Regions from separate parts of the Mus musculus genome. Here all the other regions are linked to region 3. The links are chromatin contacts, called in public ChIA-PET, Hi-C and HiChIP or PLAC-seq maps. All regions are on one chromosome and are shown on one strand. The core of a region is the stretch at or near the end of the contact, and the rest is flanking DNA. Distances in the headings are between cores, read along the strand shown.

Evidence for each region. Hi-C and Micro-C count contacts between places; a contact is called where the count stands out from the background. ChIA-PET counts read pairs in DNA pulled down with a chosen protein or histone mark. HiChIP or PLAC-seq counts read pairs in DNA pulled down with a chosen protein or histone mark.
Region 1: an H3K4me3 HiChIP or PLAC-seq map of bone marrow-derived macrophages shows a contact between it and region 3, with 7 times the contacts expected there. The contact joins the promoter of Tmprss6 here to the promoter of Ift27 in region 3. A contact is called at or near these places in 2 of 115 datasets of contacts at active chromatin or transcription factors (bone marrow-derived macrophages and memory CD8 T cells) and 1 of 9 other capture datasets (pancreatic islet).
Region 2: a contact with region 3 is called in a Hi-C map of Th1 cells, with 5 times the contacts expected there. The contact joins the promoter of Myh9 here to the promoter of Ift27 in region 3. A contact is called at or near these places in 1 of 484 Hi-C or Micro-C datasets (Th1 cells), 1 of 115 datasets of contacts at active chromatin or transcription factors (pancreatic cancer cells) and 1 of 9 other capture datasets (adipose tissue).
Region 4: a contact with region 3 is called in an RNA polymerase II ChIA-PET map of memory CD8 T cells, with 27 read pairs. The contact joins the promoter of Il2rb here to the promoter of Ift27 in region 3. A contact is called at or near these places in 1 of 39 promoter capture datasets (the C10 cell line), 2 of 115 datasets of contacts at active chromatin or transcription factors (bone marrow-derived macrophages and memory CD8 T cells) and 2 of 9 other capture datasets (adipose tissue and pancreatic islet).

Annotation. Positions count from the first base shown.
Region 1 is chr15:78,466,362-78,470,503 of GRCm38.p6, reverse strand. It overlaps Tmprss6 (transmembrane serine protease 6), which reads left to right and starts at 1,870. Exons shown (of 18, transcript NM_027902.2): 1 at 1,870-2,078.
Region 2 is chr15:77,839,712-77,843,504 of GRCm38.p6, reverse strand. It overlaps Myh9 (myosin, heavy polypeptide 9, non-muscle), which reads left to right and starts at 1,330. Exons shown (of 41, transcript NM_022410.3): 1 at 1,330-1,548. It also overlaps the pseudogene Gm22107.
Region 3 is chr15:78,171,794-78,175,617 of GRCm38.p6, reverse strand. It overlaps Ift27 (intraflagellar transport 27), which reads left to right and starts at 1,537. Exons shown (of 7, transcript NM_025931.3): 1 at 1,537-1,849. The coding sequence starts at 1,816.
Region 4 is chr15:78,493,023-78,496,796 of GRCm38.p6, reverse strand. Il2rb (interleukin 2 receptor, beta chain) reads left to right here and starts at 1,731. Exons shown (of 10, transcript NM_008368.4): 1 at 1,731-1,849.

The DNA.
Region 1 (4,142 bases), core at 621-3,120, 290 kb before region 3:
TGAGGAGAAGGTACTGGGCTGGGAATTCGTGTTGAGGGAAGAATGGACCCTCACAGGTCAAGGGTCAGGCCCACATGTTCAGACAAGGACCCAGACAGGGCTGTCAGGGGACAGTAAGGAGAGCCACCTTCACGCTGAGTCATACCCAGCTACAAGACCTTTCCATTCCCACCATGCTAGGCTTTCACGAACCGTTTTCTTGTTGGCCCAGACAGGGCTAATGGCGCCAATGAAACATCCAGGGATCATGACTTGGGGCCAGGGATCCACCCTGCTTCCTCTAGCCCAGAATGGCCTATGTCCACTGACCATGCTGCCGGCATCTCAGAGCAGGCATTTCTTCACACTCTCTCCACACTCAGTTCACCCTCCATAGCTTCCCATACTGCCCCTCACGCCCCGTGCACATCTCTTGCTCCATCTGTGCCTCACAACCCATGTCCGTCTCACTCTGTGGACAGGCACATACCCACTTACGCTCACACGCAGATCCCCACGCTCCACGGCCTACACAGACCCACTCCACCCTACAGGCATGGCTATCATCCATTTGATTTTTACACGCCCCAGATATACATTCTTAACATACATCATCTGTCCACACATATACTCTACACTGTACACATATTTCCTACATGCCTGGTGTGCACGCACCAACACACACACACACACACACGCACACACATGGGGAAACACATGTTCACAGCACACTGAGCCTCAAATTCACACACAGTTCTCTACAGGAACCCCTGGCTCACACCATGTGACCTGGCCGGTAGCTCTCCTTACCATCATGCCCTGACAGCTCTTGCTTGGGCCCTTGCCCAAACTTGTAGGTCTGACCCTTGACCCTGTGAGGGTCCATCCTTTCCTTCCCAGCTTGCACACTCTCTTTCCTCGCTCCCCAGTCTCCAGCTGCTACATGGTGATCACGTGTCTGGGTGAGACTCAGTCCCTCTGCAGCAGCACTGTCCCATCTAATTCTAACATGAGCCTCGCTTGTCGCCTCAGTTTTCTAGATCCCATCAAAACACAGAAAAGTAGGTGGGACTCATCTTTGCACAGCTCCTCTAGCCCAAGAGAGCAGCCAAGCTAACATTTCAATCTGCAATCAGTACCCAAATGAGCAATGCAACGACTGACTTTTTTTTTATTTATTTATTTTTCTTGGGTATTTATTTCATTTACATTTCCAATGCTATCCCAAAAGTCCCCAACACACTCCCCCACCCACTCCCCCACCCACCCACTCTCACTTCTTGGCCCTGTCGTTCTCCTGGAATGAGGCATATAAAGTTTGCACGACTAATGGGCCTCTCTTTCCACTGATGGCCAACTAGGCCATTTTCTGATTCATATGCAGCTAGAGACATGAGCTCCAGGGGGTTACTGGTTAGTTCATAATGTTGTTTTTCTTGCTCATGATCTGGAACGTGTCTTACCTAAGAGCCCATCTCTGCTCATTCTGGCTCTATTTCATGTCCAAGGGACATGTGTGGCCAGTGGACAGCAGGGTTTTGTAGAATACCAGTAATTCCTAGATTCATGGAAGAGAGTGTCAAGTGCACCTCTCCCCCGGCCCACTTCTCTCCTATCCCCAGAAGTCACGGGCCCAGGACTTTCTGGCCAGTGTCAGCTGTGTGAGCCCCTGTTCTCACCTGAATCTGCCTCTGCAGTTTCCCATTCACCCTGTTAGGGGACCAGGGGCTGTAACCAGGCAGGAATATCACCAAGCAACAGGCCCCGGGGGAGAGCTCAGGTCTCCTGCTCCTGCAGGTCCAGCCCCCTGGGCACCCATGGGGCAGGGCGGGGTTAGAGAGGCGGGCACTAACTACTTGCCTCCTGCCTCCTGCCTGTTTACCTGTGTTCAGTTTCATTGTCGCCCTGGACCTGACAGGAGAGGCCCATGGAACTTGGGGCCACAGGCCACAAGGGACAAGGGCCAGACACCCCAGCCATGGCTCCAGGCCATTGATCCAACCTAAGCTGGCCAGTTGGGGGTGGAAAGACCTTGGCCTGGATAAACAGAGGCCTCCAGGCCTGTGTGCAGGCCCGGCACCTACCTTCCACTCTTGAAGGTAAGCAGGGGCCTCTGGGACAGAGAACCAGGATCTCTGGTCAATAGCCTGGTGACTAGGCCTTTGAACGGCTTGCAGGGGCTCCTCGGCCAGAGTGACCTGGCATAGAGGCCACAGGGTGCACCAAGCTGCTGTTGGGGAAGGTTAGGTGGAGCGAACCTAGCGCAGCTGAGGGTGCAGGGTACCAGAGGGCTTCCAGGGACCCGGTGGCCTGCGATTCGGGTGTGCAGAGAAAGGGGAGGCCCAGTGTATGGACCTGGTTGCCTAATTTCTCATTTCATATACAACTTCACATCCCAGGCTTTCTGGAGAGCAAGAGAGAGCCCAAGCCCTAATCTGTATCCATGTGGGATCTACACACAGGACTCTTGGCTTGTAGCCTGGAGCTGGTGTGTGTGTGTGTGTGTGTGTGTGTGTGTGCATGTGTGTGTGCAGGTATGTGTACGTGTATTCATGTGTTCGTGCCTGTATGTGCGTGCGCGCATGCATGCATCTCCATCTCTACACATCTGGAGGTGGGTGCACATGGGTCATGTGTGTGGCCAGAGCTCCTAACCATCCCTTCCCCATGGCTCACACTCAGGCCCCTAGCTTCAGTGGTTCACAGCAGGGCTTCCGCTAAGTGCCAAGATGTACTTCCCATGTCCTTGGGTCAGAGTCCCGACTTGGGCCTTCTGCCAGTCTTAGGGAATTCATCTCCCAGGACTTTTGATTCACCAACCACTAAAAGGAGGAGACATTGAAGCAAACAGCCAAGGTTGCTGGAGGTGAAATGGGCTTGTGTGTTGCCGTGCAGTCCATGACTGGAGTGGAACTCTCACACTGTGGTCAAATCCAGATCTCCACTGTGCTACCTGTGAGCTCAGCCCGCAGAGGGTGGACAAGGCTCTCCACTGTCAAGAGGGTGGAAGAGGGTGCAGAGCTGTTGCCCAGTCTACCAGGGGAGAAGATTGTGTCCTTCAAGGGTCTCCACATTATGCATGGGTCAGAGAGCACACCCACCTGGTCAGTTGCACTGATGGGGGGGTGGGGAGCGACTTTTGAGTCCAAGGCTGGTCTGGGCTGCACAGGAAGGCTGTGGGTTCTCAGTGCGGTACCTTCTCAGGAAGGTACCATTTTTATGATGGACTGGGCTTCGGGAAAATTCAAGCCATTGTCTAATAGCAAAAGCTGTGGTGTGGTCATCCTCGTGGGTACAGAAGATGGAGGTGGGAGCTCTGTATTCACTGTGACCCCCACCCCCATATCCAGCGTATCTCTATGAGAGCTCTAATAAAATGGGGTGACATCCAGTCACAGAGGTGAGGGGTTAGAGGCAGACTCAGCATCCTTTCTGGATCTAAGCCACGGAGCCCTACTTCCCACAGGCAATGAGATGAGGAAGAGGCTCAGTGCCTGGATACATGGTCGCCCCATTGCTCCACCCAGCGGCCACTTCATTTGAGGGAAACACCCTGAGCTGGGCTCCCAGAGATGCCTGCCTCAGAGGTGCAGGAGAACAAAGACTGCCCCGTTTTGCTTGCTTACTGGCCGACTTGTTTGAGACAAGCCAGTCTGGAGTGGCCTGGAAAGGGGGATCCTCCTGCCTCAGACTCAGACTCCTGGAGCCTAGGATCATAGATGTGCTCTGCCAAGCAAGCCTCCTGGCTCTGGGTTTGGACATACATGTGACAGCTAAAGGAAAGGGCGCCACCTCCTACCTCGTTTGAGACAGGATCTTGCCTGTGTTATCTGGCTCCCGAGCTTCTGAGGTTTCTTCTGTCTCCGTGTCCCATCTTGCTGTAGGAGCACTGCGATTACAGATGCCCGGTAGTACATCCAGTTTTTATGTGAGGACTTTCTGGGGATCTGAACCCAGGTCCTCATATTCGTCCAGCAAGATATTTGACTTTGCAAGCCATCTCCCCAGCACCAAGTCTTCTTTTGAAAAAGGGAGGTTGAGAGAAACAAGGCCCCAAGCCAGTGTTGATTTTAACCAAGGGTGGCCCAGGTTTAAGGAGACAAGTGGCTTAAGTAACCAAGGACCCTGGACCCTGAACCCATTGCCAGACAGTGCATAGGAAA
Region 2 (3,793 bases), core at 81-2,580, 330 kb after region 3:
CGAGTGCTGGGGTTAAAGGCATGGGCCACCACTGCCCGTACATCTCCAGTCTCTTGATGATTAGTTTTAAAAGTAATTATTGGCTTTATATATTTCACACCTTTGAACTGCTTGTCTGTGTAGTTCAGGCTAGTCTTGAACTCCCCCTCCTACCTCAGACCTCTTGAGTTCTGGTATACCACCCACAACCCCTGGATGGTTCAGCCTTTTAAAAATTTTTTAAATTTTTCTTATCAACTGGGAAGCAGTCTTTGCTGTAATGTGGGTAGCAATCACTGGTCATCTGGGCTGCAAAATCTCTTTCTTTCTTTAGCTGCTTTTTGGCTTCAGAATGTAAGTTTTCCCTGAAGTTTATATGGAAGGATCATTTTAACTGTGTTAGCAAGAACATTCCAACAGTTAAGAGCAATGACGAGAAATTTGCCTTCATAAAGCCATTTGAAAGCATTGACGTGCTGCAGGATCGACCACATAGATCAATGGACACAACTCGGAAACGGACAATTTGGGCAGAAAATAATGCGTGGACAAATTCCTGATAGATTAATGGCAAAGTACATTTTTTTAAATGAAAAAAAAAATCCTCTCGTGGTTAGTAACCAAAATAAAACAAATGAAATCTACCCTTAAAATAATTTAGTGACAAATATCTGAGATGTGTGTGAGTTAATTATTCAAAGGTTAAGAGTGGCTTAGACTGCATTCCAGGCAGAGGTACTAGCCAGAGCAAAGGTTCAGAGGTTGGAGGACAGCCGCGAGCAGGCTCCAAAATCGAACTCAGGACGCCCACACGGAATGCAGGGTTGAAGCCATGACCGCCCCCACAGCCATCATAATTATGTAAAATACCACTTTTCCCATATATGGTACTTAATATCTGTTCTCCTGGTAGGACAGGACGAAGGGAAAACACGGTTCGCTGGGCGGAGTGTCAGAGCCTCAGACCTCCCCAGTACGCTCCCTCCGGCCCCGGCGCGGCCCAAGCTGCACACCAGAGCCGGGACCAGGAGCCCAGCGCGCCTGAGCCGCTTGCTTCTGATTGGATGAAATCCGCGTCAATCCTGGTCCTGTAACCTGGCTGTCCATTGGACCCGCCCAACAAGGCGTGGCTCCCGCCTAGGAAGCGCGGGTGGAAGGTGGGGTGGGCGGAGGTGGGGACAGATGGGGAGGATGAATCTCAGCACTCCGGCTTCCATCTCTTGTCTGTTTATAGGCCGAAAATCTGTCAGTTTAGGCCAGACTCCTGTTGGATTGGGCAGTGTGGGGAGAGGGCGGGGACTCTTGGAAGCTCCACCCACGAGCCGGCGGCGAGCTGTAGACCCGCCCTCCTCTTGGAAGGGCGGGGCAGGGAGGGCGGCGCGCACCAGAGCTGGGTGCGGTGAGGCGCGCAGATCACCGCGGTTCCTGGGCAGGGCACGGAAGGCTCAAGAACCTGACCTGCTGCAGCTTCCAGTCTCGCGTTCGCCCCACCCCGCCGCGCCGCCCGAGCGCTCGAGAAAGTCCACTCGGAAGAACCAGCGCCTGTTCCCCGGGCAGACCCAGGTTCAGGTGAGCGAGCTTTGCCGGTATGTCCCGCCCCGGAGCTGCCGAGCGCGCGCGCGCGGCGACAAGACTCGAGTCCTTTGGGGCGGACGGCCCTGTGGTTCTCGGCCTCCGCGTGGCGGGTTTCAGCGCGGTCGGGTGCGACCGGACTCCGCATCCTCACCCGAGGGGTGATAGGCAGCGAGGCCTCGGGGTTAGGGAACCGGGGGACGCAGTCCCCGGCCCTACAGGATGCCCTTCCCGGTCGGGGCACTGGGAGCTCGGCCTGCTCCTGTCGCCTCTGCACTCCCGCCTCCCCGACGGCCAGCTCCGGCAAACTTTTTAACCCCTTCCGGGACGCAGCAGTCCCGGAGATCTCGGCCGAGCCGGCCGGATGCGTTCGTGGGCACGGGGCAGCAGCTCCTTTGTAAGTTTGGCAAAGGGAGGTAACGGGCAGGCGAGGACCGCTTGGCAGCTGTCAGGGCGTCCTCCTGAGTCAGGATCGGTCGGTCCCGCCGCAGACATTGCGCCCGGCACGGTTTCCGCCGTCCGCTGCGGACTTCCTCATTTGTCCGTCAGCCCTTGGGCCGGGAGGGGGCGGGGAGAGGTACTCAGAGTGCGTGGGAAAAGGGGTCCCAGCTGCCGAGGGGCTCAGGGCGCAGGAAAAGAACCCCCCCGTCTGACCTCATTCAACCTTGGATTTCTATTGCCCGAGGTCAGAAGGCCTGGGTCTGCCGGCAGCTGCCCCGTCGCCCGGGCAGGCGTGCACCTGATTTCCACCGCACCTTGGGACGCCACGCCCGGGCCAGTCTCTGGGAGCTGGCCCTGACTTTAAGACCAGGCCGGGCAGCCGCATCTTTTATGTTTGATGAGAGGCGGAGTTTTGAAGACATCCCCCACTTCCTTGCACTAGGGTCTTCACCTCATCCTGTTCTGGAGCCACGCCTAAGGCAGGAGCTGCACCCCGCTCCTCCGGGTCCCCATCTCTCCCAGGCAAACTGAGTCAAGTACCCTCTATGACTTGCTTGCGGGCTGTAGTGAAACTGAAGGCTGGGTGGGCTCGGGCGGGTGCCTAAGGCCCCACCCAGCGGTGTTAGGGAAAAGGTCCCTGGGAAGTCCCAGGTCTTGGAGACCCGGAGGCTGCCTCGGCTGGGCTACAGGGAGGTCCATCGAGTTCTCAGTTCTCTGAGCGGTTTTCTGGATTAGCAAGATTTCAAAGTAACTTGCGTGCTTCCTACAGCAGCACCTATACCAAAATTGGAACGATACAGATTAGCATGGCCTCTGCGTAAGGATGACACGCAAATGCATTGAGTTCCGTATTTTTTAGCCAACGCAGACTGGCCCAAGTATCTCTAAGAGTGGCTCACTCTCAAGCACGACTTAGGAGGTTTCTGCCTCCCAAAGGACTCCCTCCTCTGCTGTATGCCAGCCAGTCAATCTCAGGACCTCCATCTAGAACTCTCAAGCCACTAGGCAGATCTGTAACCCGCCCCGGAGCCCCTCCTAAGCCTTGACCAAGTGAAAATAAAGCTTTTTGAAACAGCAAAAATAAATAAATAAATAAATAAATAAATAAATAAAAGGTAACTTGTTCACAGAAACATTGTAGCCATTTCTGACTCCACTGTCTAGAGTCCAAGCTGATAACTTCACCTGGAGGCCTCCCTCCCTTTCTATTAAGGAGGCAATTTGCTTGAAGCCCCGTGTAGACAATCACTCAATATCAGTCAATTTATATACCAGGTTGTTATAGGTGGGGGTAGGGGGGAAGGGCCTATAGATGTGTAATTGAGCAAATATTTAACCGGGCTTCTGCCAGGGACTTTGCCAGGTGGTGTGTGTGGGGGCGGGGTGGGGTGGGTGTGAATTGAGTAAGACCTGGCCCCTGCTCACCGGCACTCTGAGACAAACCAGTGACTAGTGTGAAGGGGAGATATCAGGAACCCCAGAAAGGTACTGTGAGGCATTGGGCTACCCTGGGAGAGCCTGCTGGCCTCCTGAAGAGACTTGTGTTCTGGGGAAATTTGAAGGCATTAAAGAGTGGAGTGGTAGACTAAGATACAAAGACAGCTTGTGCTGTGTCCCAAACTAGCCACAGACAAAGGACTCAAGGAATTCCTAGGCTCAGGGGGCCACTGCTGTCCAGGGCAAGCAGGGAAACCACCATGAGGAAGGAAGACATTTCAGGCTTGGCAAACCGAGGCAAACGCGTGGTGAAGGAAAGTGGGGAGTCATTTAGTGGATAATTGGGGAGTAGTTAAAAGCATCG
Region 3 (3,824 bases), core at 288-2,787:
AGGCAAGTATTATAAGGACAATATTTAATTGGGGCTAGATTACAGGTTCCCAGGTTTAGTCCATTATCATCAAGGTGGAAGCAGGGCAGCATCCAGGCAGCCATGGTGCAGGAGGAGCTGAGAGTTCTACATCTTCATCTGAAGGCTGCTAGCGGTAGACTGACTTCCAGGCAGCTAGGATGAGAGTCTTAAAGCCCACACCCACAGTGACACTCCTACTCCAACAGGGCCACACCTTCTAATAGTGCCCCTCCCTGGGCAGAGCATATACAAACCATCACAGGTACCTAATGTGATGGGCTATGGGGAGGTGCCTGGGAAATGGAACCTAGTTGAAAGAGAATGTGACTTTGGGGGCATATCCTGGGAACTATTTCTTCCTTTCCCAACATGAGGTGGCTATATGCTTATATGCTGTTGTTGTTATGATGGTCAACCAAATGGCCAAACTAAACCTTTCCTCCTTTAAATAGTTTCTCTCCGGTGTTTTGCTACAGTAACAACGCCCCGATGCATGGACACTCGCCTACTTCCTGTACCCATGAGTTGGTTTCTATCTTCAGAGTTCCAGAGGTTACATGCCTTGCAGAGCCATATCCCACTTAGTGGCAAAGCAAGAGGGGCTCCCAGGAAAGTCAGGTGGCATTTACCCACCCTCCCCTCATGAGGGGCAACACCAGGATAGCATCCATTCACCCATAACAGAGGAATCCGACTGAGAGAGGCGTGTCCTCCCATCCATTAAGATATCACGTCAAATTAGGCCTATTTTAGATTTTAGTTTAATTTAACTGATACATAACATAAAGTGATATATAGTTACATATGGATATACTGTGTGAGTTTCCATCAGGACCTCGCTCTTTCCCCCTTCCGGAAGGTGCACAGCACGGGTGCTGTCCGCAGTTGTTTGCTGTGCAAGCATGCAGGGCCTTCCTGTCTTCCTCACTGCTCAACGTTGCACATTTTTCCCTCCCCGCTATTTCAGTTTTTAGGGTTCATAACATGCTTGGGCTTTAAAGATGGCATTTCGATTCTGGACGTGAAGCAAAGGTTAGGTCTCCAAATGTTCTTTGCACCCGGGGTCGGGGAAAGATACCAATAACATCCAGGACCCGCGACAGCAGCTTCCTTTACTGCGCAGGCGCCATTTCAGCGGCGTCACCCCTCTCAGTGTGGGCGAATCCATTCCCAGGAAGAAGGGGCAAGGTGCAGCGAATCCCAAACTCTTCGCGATGGTTAAAGCCATGCTCTGGCCAATCAGAAAGCCCCATTAATTCCCGCCTCCGGCTGCATCCTGGTTGGGCTGCGTCTCCAGAGACGCTAGGCGGTGCCCAGCGGTGATTGACAGCATCTAAAGCCATTGGCCAAGCTGAGAGCAGTTAAAGAGCAGAAACCTCTCCGCTTTGTTCCGCGAAGGGAACCGGTTTTCCCCGCCTCCTTCTTCTATTGGGTGCCTGGGGTCTCCGAGCTTTTGAGAGCAACCAATCAGGAGACAATATGGAGGGAGAAGGCGGGTTGATGATGGTTGCCAGGAGCCTGTTTGGCGCGACTCTTGGGACCAGAGGACTAGTGGTTGTGTCTCAACTCTTCTTTGGGCCGGGTCTAAGGCTGGACTTGGAACGGGTTCTGCTCCGCCCCACCGGAACCTTTGCAGGCTGCCTGGGGCCTGAAGCCCTCCGTCCACCCAACCCTAGCACCCGGGCCATCATCCATCCCTCCATCACGGCCTCAGGCCCTGGTGTCAGCTGTCCCCGAATCCTAACCCCCTTTCAGCGTCCCCCACCCCCACGTCTCCGCTAGTACCTGGTTACTATGGTGAAGCTAGCTGCCAAATGCATCCTGGCAGGTGAGTGCTATATGTGTTTGAACGCGTGGTCCCCAGAGCCCTAGCCGTCCTAACTCGGGCGGTTTTGGTTCACCATCGCGTCCACTCTCTGTCTCCCTTAGGAATGGCTGTAGTGACCAACAGCAGATTCTAGAAGGCGCGCGGGGCGGGGGAATGGGCTCCACAGGACACTCCCCCCACCCCTAGGGCACATTTGTAGATGCAGCTGTGTCCCGGTCTCCCTCCCATATTTTGAGACTACCTTCACCAGATAGACTTAACAAACTTGAGCGAAGTACAAGCATGGACTTGTCAGGGGTCAGCGTTGCTGGTCCCACTCACTCTGATGTCAGGAAGATGGGGTGGCGCATCTGAGAGCATTAACTTAGAGATTCCCCGGAAGTAAGATGTTTATTATTGTTGACTGTCAGGGAAATAGCCTGCACAGTGCCCAGAGTGTGGATGAGTATTATATAGATATATACAGAGTGATCTGGTGGTGCTCACACTCGTGGGCTTGCCTTGAGCCAGTCTGAACATTCGGAAGCCTATATGCTTAGCTTGTAGTCTGGTTGACAGCTGAGCACATGTGTCTACCGAGGCGACACTGCAGCCAGTGTCATGTGGGGGTATTTCATTTAACCCTTTTGCCACAGCGCCCCCAGGTAGCTTCTGTGATGTGACCTGATGTGACCGAAGCCCTGAGTGGTGTTGCCATGGGTGAACCCCCAGTGGAAGTCGTACACCCCATTCCCAGATTCGCCTGACTTCTGCCTGTGGGTCAGGAGTGTTGGCTACTTCTTATTGTGACAACTTACTGGACCGGAAGTTGGGAGTTTATTGTGCTCACGGGTCCAGAGGACTGCCCATCATGGTGAGGAAGGCATGGTGGCAAGACTGGGAGGCAGGCTGGCCACGTTAAGTCAACAGTCAGGAAATGGAGCATGAGCCTTGGCTCTCAGCTCTCTTTCTCCCTTTTATTCAGTCAGGGGCTCCAGCCTGTAGAGTGGTGCCACTCACCTTTGGGGGCGGGCCTTCCCGCCTTAATCTAAACTAGAACACTTCTTACAGGCATGTCCAGAGGCTTGTCTCTTCCGTGATTCTTCTTTGTAATCCAAAGATTAGCAGGGGTGTCTTTTGATCTTTATTCTACCGAGTAAGAAGGGGGGGCAGGGAATGGAGGGGAACGGTACCCGTGATGACTTTTCTAATTTGAAAATGAAAGCGTCATGCATAGACATGAGTGACAGGTTGTCACTCAGACCCTAGTGCAGCAGAAGGAAGCCAGGCTCTGCAGAGAATCTGTAGTTCTCAGGGTGCCAGGGGAGGCAGTGTGGTGTAACAAAAGCAGCCAGTCCTTGCCCAGCTCTGTTGCTTTGGACAGTGTTCAGCTTCTGCATGGGTAAGTTGGGGACATTTATTATTTTTTTTTAAAGTTAAATTTCGTTTTAAGTGGGCGGTCCTGCCTGCTGTTCTCTTCCTTAGCTGGTTAGCTCTCGAGGAGCTCCTGTGGTGAGCCCCTCTGCTTAGACTTGCTGTATGCTGGCCCTTGTCACTCCCTCACAGTCTTCTGGCCAAATGCTCAAAGCTACCAGCCAGTTCTCATGTAAGATGAGGCAAGCAAGGCCCAGAGCAATGAAGACCCTGATCCACAGGCTACAGCTTCTGGCTAACTAAAAAACCACCTCCAGGCTCTTTTCCCTTAGGAGTATCCAGGGACCACCAGACCCCAATGGAACCACATTCAGATTCCTAATCTCCACACCTCCCTTAAGTGCACATGCGCACGCGCGCGAGGGCACACACACACACACCCTTCCTCTTCCCCTGGCTTTTTCTTTTCACTCCTTGTAGGCTCACATAATCACCGGTCCACACATATAGTCACTCAGCAGATGTTTATTGAGCATCTAATACATTGAGTCACCATGCAAGCTGCAGTCGCCCCACGCCCCCACCAGGAAGAGCCCAGAAGTGCAAGTGTGTGACTCATGGG
Region 4 (3,774 bases), core at 482-2,981, 320 kb before region 3:
AGCTTGGTGGGCTGATAGGAGGTGGGAAGTAGTTGGAGGAGGTAGGTCTCTGGGAACATGCCTTGGACACATATCCTGTCCTCAGCCTTCTCCCCTTTCCCCACTTCCTGCTTGACAAGTCAGGGAGCAGCTTTGTTCTCTTATCATGGTGTTTCACTGTGGCAGATCTAAGACACCAGGGGCCGGGCCACCCAAAAGCCACAAGAAATCTTTCCTCCTTTAAGCTGATTTTGCCTGGGAATTTTGTCACCTCAATGAAACTAAAATAGTAATCCCATTTTACAGATTTGTGAACTGAAGTTCAGCAAGTCCAGGTCACACAGCCGGGGTGACTCTCCCTAGCAATGGCAGCCCACATACCTCCTTTCCTGGCTTGTCTCAATTCTCTTTTTAGGGTTCTTGATTTCACTCTCCAGCATCCCCAGAGTCCTGGGGATTTTGTGTGTGTGCATACGTCCCTCCATATCCCAGACAGGGCACCAACGACAGAGCAAGAAACAGCTCCACTGAAGTCTAGCTTGGTGAGCTAGTGAGTTTCTTGTGCACATTTATGGAGTAAGGGGTTGCTTACATCAGTTTGGGTGACCACCCCCCCAAGCAACTATGTTACTGGGAAGTCACAGCTGAGCATGGATGATGGCATCCCCATAGTTGTATAGATGGAGTCACTTCTTCTTTGGCTAACCTATCCTCTCTAGTGTGTAAGTACCCCTGAGTTCAGTTACACATCGCTAAAGCTGGACCTCAGGGGAGGGGTTCCTGTTACTTCTCTTCCCTTCTTGTGAGGGGATGAACATCAGCAGGTCCAATCGTGTGGCTCTCTTGTGGCAGTTACAGCTGCCCCGATGAAGATGGTAATGGCTGTTATGTCCAGAGAACAGAATTCTTACAACTCCCTTCTTTTCACAAGAGGGCAGAAGCTTGTCATATTTCCCCAAGCCTGGCATTAAAACCAAGATGAAGGGGAGATAGAAACGGGGAGTCCCTGGTCCTGTGATACAATATGTAAATAAACACCCATTCATTTACGGAGAAATTCGTGACTTCATTGTTAAAAATAAAAGCCGTGAACTGAACCCTGCCACCCTATCTCACCGAGAGAGGAAGGATTAGAACTTACAACTCGGAAAGGAAGAAAGTGATAGGAGGGCCACTCATTGGCCATCAAACTGCTTATCAAGCCTTAAAACCAGTCAGTCACCTTTGAATGCTAGCCTAAATAAAGGGCATCTCAGAGACTGAAGTAAAGGGCAGCATGTAGCGGGGGCTGGGGGATGGCTAAAATGGAGATCAGCAAAGAGGACACCTAGACTCTAGGTCCTAGAGGGATGATGTGTCTGTGGGTGGCTTTGGTGTTAGGGTGTGAGCATATGTATGTGTGTGTGTGTGTGTGTGTGTGTGTGTGTGTGTGTGTGTGCATGCGCGTGTGTGCTCATGCGTGAGCAGAAGTCGATGGTGTTAGGGTGGCATGTGTGAGATGTAGCGGGGAAGAGTAGGCAAAGAAGGGCCTGCCCCCTCAGGTTCTGTGCATAGCTAGGTCCCTGTACCACAGTAACTGTGTGAGCGTGTGTGCCACCACATTCAGTGGCTGCCCCTGGGCGTAGGAGGAGATCTTATCAGTGCTAGGTGTGTGTGGAGTTTCAGGCTACCTCATCACCCCCCATCTCTCCACCTCCCATTGGGCCTTGCCCCTCATCCTCTATACAGGAAGTGGGCTCGCCTTGGGTTTCAGTCTGTTGCTGGCCTAGCTGTTGTCTGCTACCTAAGCTGCGGAGCAGGAGATGGCCGTGGACCCAACCTCCAGCAGGACTGCAGGGAACATCTCGACACAACTCCATGTTGCAGCCAGGTGATGCCCCTGTGTGGTCCCCTGGGAGCCCTGGGCACCCCACTACCTCTTGCTGGTCCTCCCAAGGGACAGGGAGCTGGGAGGGGGCGCTCATCTCTAACTTGGTTCCCTTTGTAGTTTGTATCTGGGCTTTGATGATTAACCTTGTCTTAGGATTCCCTGGGGAAGGGGGTAGCCTGGCTGTCATGGTTTCTCCTTTAAGAATAAACCCCTTCCAATGTCAGGGCACAGTGGCTTCTTCCCAGTCTACTCTGTGGGAAGCTGTGTGCCATTTTCGCTAGGAGGGACTTCCCTGGATCCTGTGTGGGGATGTCTTAGCCCAGAAGGGTGGAGGAAAAGATTTGTAGCTCGTCAGTATTGGGAGGTGGCATGGCGTGTATGGGACAGGTGGGATTCAACGCTGACGCCTGTGGAGTTCATCTCAGCCTGGAGAATTCTCCTTAGTGAGAAAGAGAGAAGGAATCTCCCCCTGGGACCTGGCTGTCCAGTCAGCTATGTTGATTGACAGGTTTCTGAGGGCCCTAGGCTGGAGGTCAGAGGTAGAGTTCTAGCTTAGATTTGTCTCTGACATTACCGAGTGGCTAGAGAGGTTAAGGACATCGCCAGGCATGGGGCTCCGTCTCCGAGGCTGCCTGAGGTAGGAGCTTCCCACCGTTAGCTGTGTTTACAGTACTTCAGGGCCAAGGTGGGTGGCTGAGGAAGGCAGAACTACCTTTGAAGGTCCCCTTTCTTTCACACACTCCTCAGCTGAACTGAACAGCAAGAGGTGAACAGTGGTGTGTGTGTGTGTGTGTGTGTGTGTGTGTGTGTCTTTGTGAATGTGTGTGTCTCTGGAGAGGTGGCCAGAGAAAGGATCTCTGAGGTCAAAGGCCACCAGATCTGACAGACAAGCTCTTGCTTGCCGTCCGTCCTCCCTCAGTCGACCCTGTACCTCACAGACCTGTGAGGCCTTGGACTGCCCCAGCACTGGAACCTTTATCCTGGGAAACAGGCTGCTTTAGGCCCTGATCTTCCCATAGGGAAGGAGCAGTCAGTCACAGAACCTGCTCTTGTGCTGTGAGACCTCTCTGTGACATGTGTGGGTCAGTCTGACGCAGGGAGTGTGACACGACTGTCACTCATGGCTGACCCTCCTCCTCCGTCAGCATCACCACTGTACTGGAAATCAGGTGACCCAGTTAGAGCAGCCTGGGTCTGTGGGATGACAGACCTTTTCAGGGCCTCAGCGGAGACATATATGAGTCAGGGAGATGAACGTCTGGTGGTTGCGAAGGGCATACGTGGGTGAGCCTCAGGGGGACAGTGCCTGGGACTCTGAGATTCTTGGGCTGTACTCACTCTGCCCGAGGCTGGCCTTGTGCTGTGTGGTTTTGGAGTGGTTTTCTTAGTCTCCCAGAGATTCAGTTTCCCTCTTGCCGAAGGAAGCTGCAACCACCATGACTGCTTGAAGCTACCCTGCCCCCCAGCCTGACCCTTCCAGAACCTTCCATATGCTCTTCCGTCTAACCCTGTCCATGATGGGTGGATGCTTTTGTGCCTCTTCAGCCAGGGGTGGGGAGCAGGTTTGAGTGCCTTTTCTTAGGCATTCTCTGTTTTTGGCTGTGGCTTGTGGCCCGGCTATAATCTTGCCTCTTTCATTCCTCTTCCTCTCCCCCAGGGTTATGCCCTCCCTCACCCCAACCCCACGCCATCATGAGGCTGCTCAGATGTCTGGGTCCGACCTGGCTTGCTGCCTTATTGAATGAACACGTAGAGTGCTTCAGATCCTGTTGGGCTCACAAGGGGCTGTGGAAGGCCCCTTGCTTGGGCTGAACCTGTTAGGGCTCCCTTTCTACCCAAGCACCTGCGGGGAGTTGATCTTCCAGGGAAGGGAGGTCTGGGGTGGAACCCCAGTTCCGTAGACTTGGTCCTGGGATCCTTGGTCT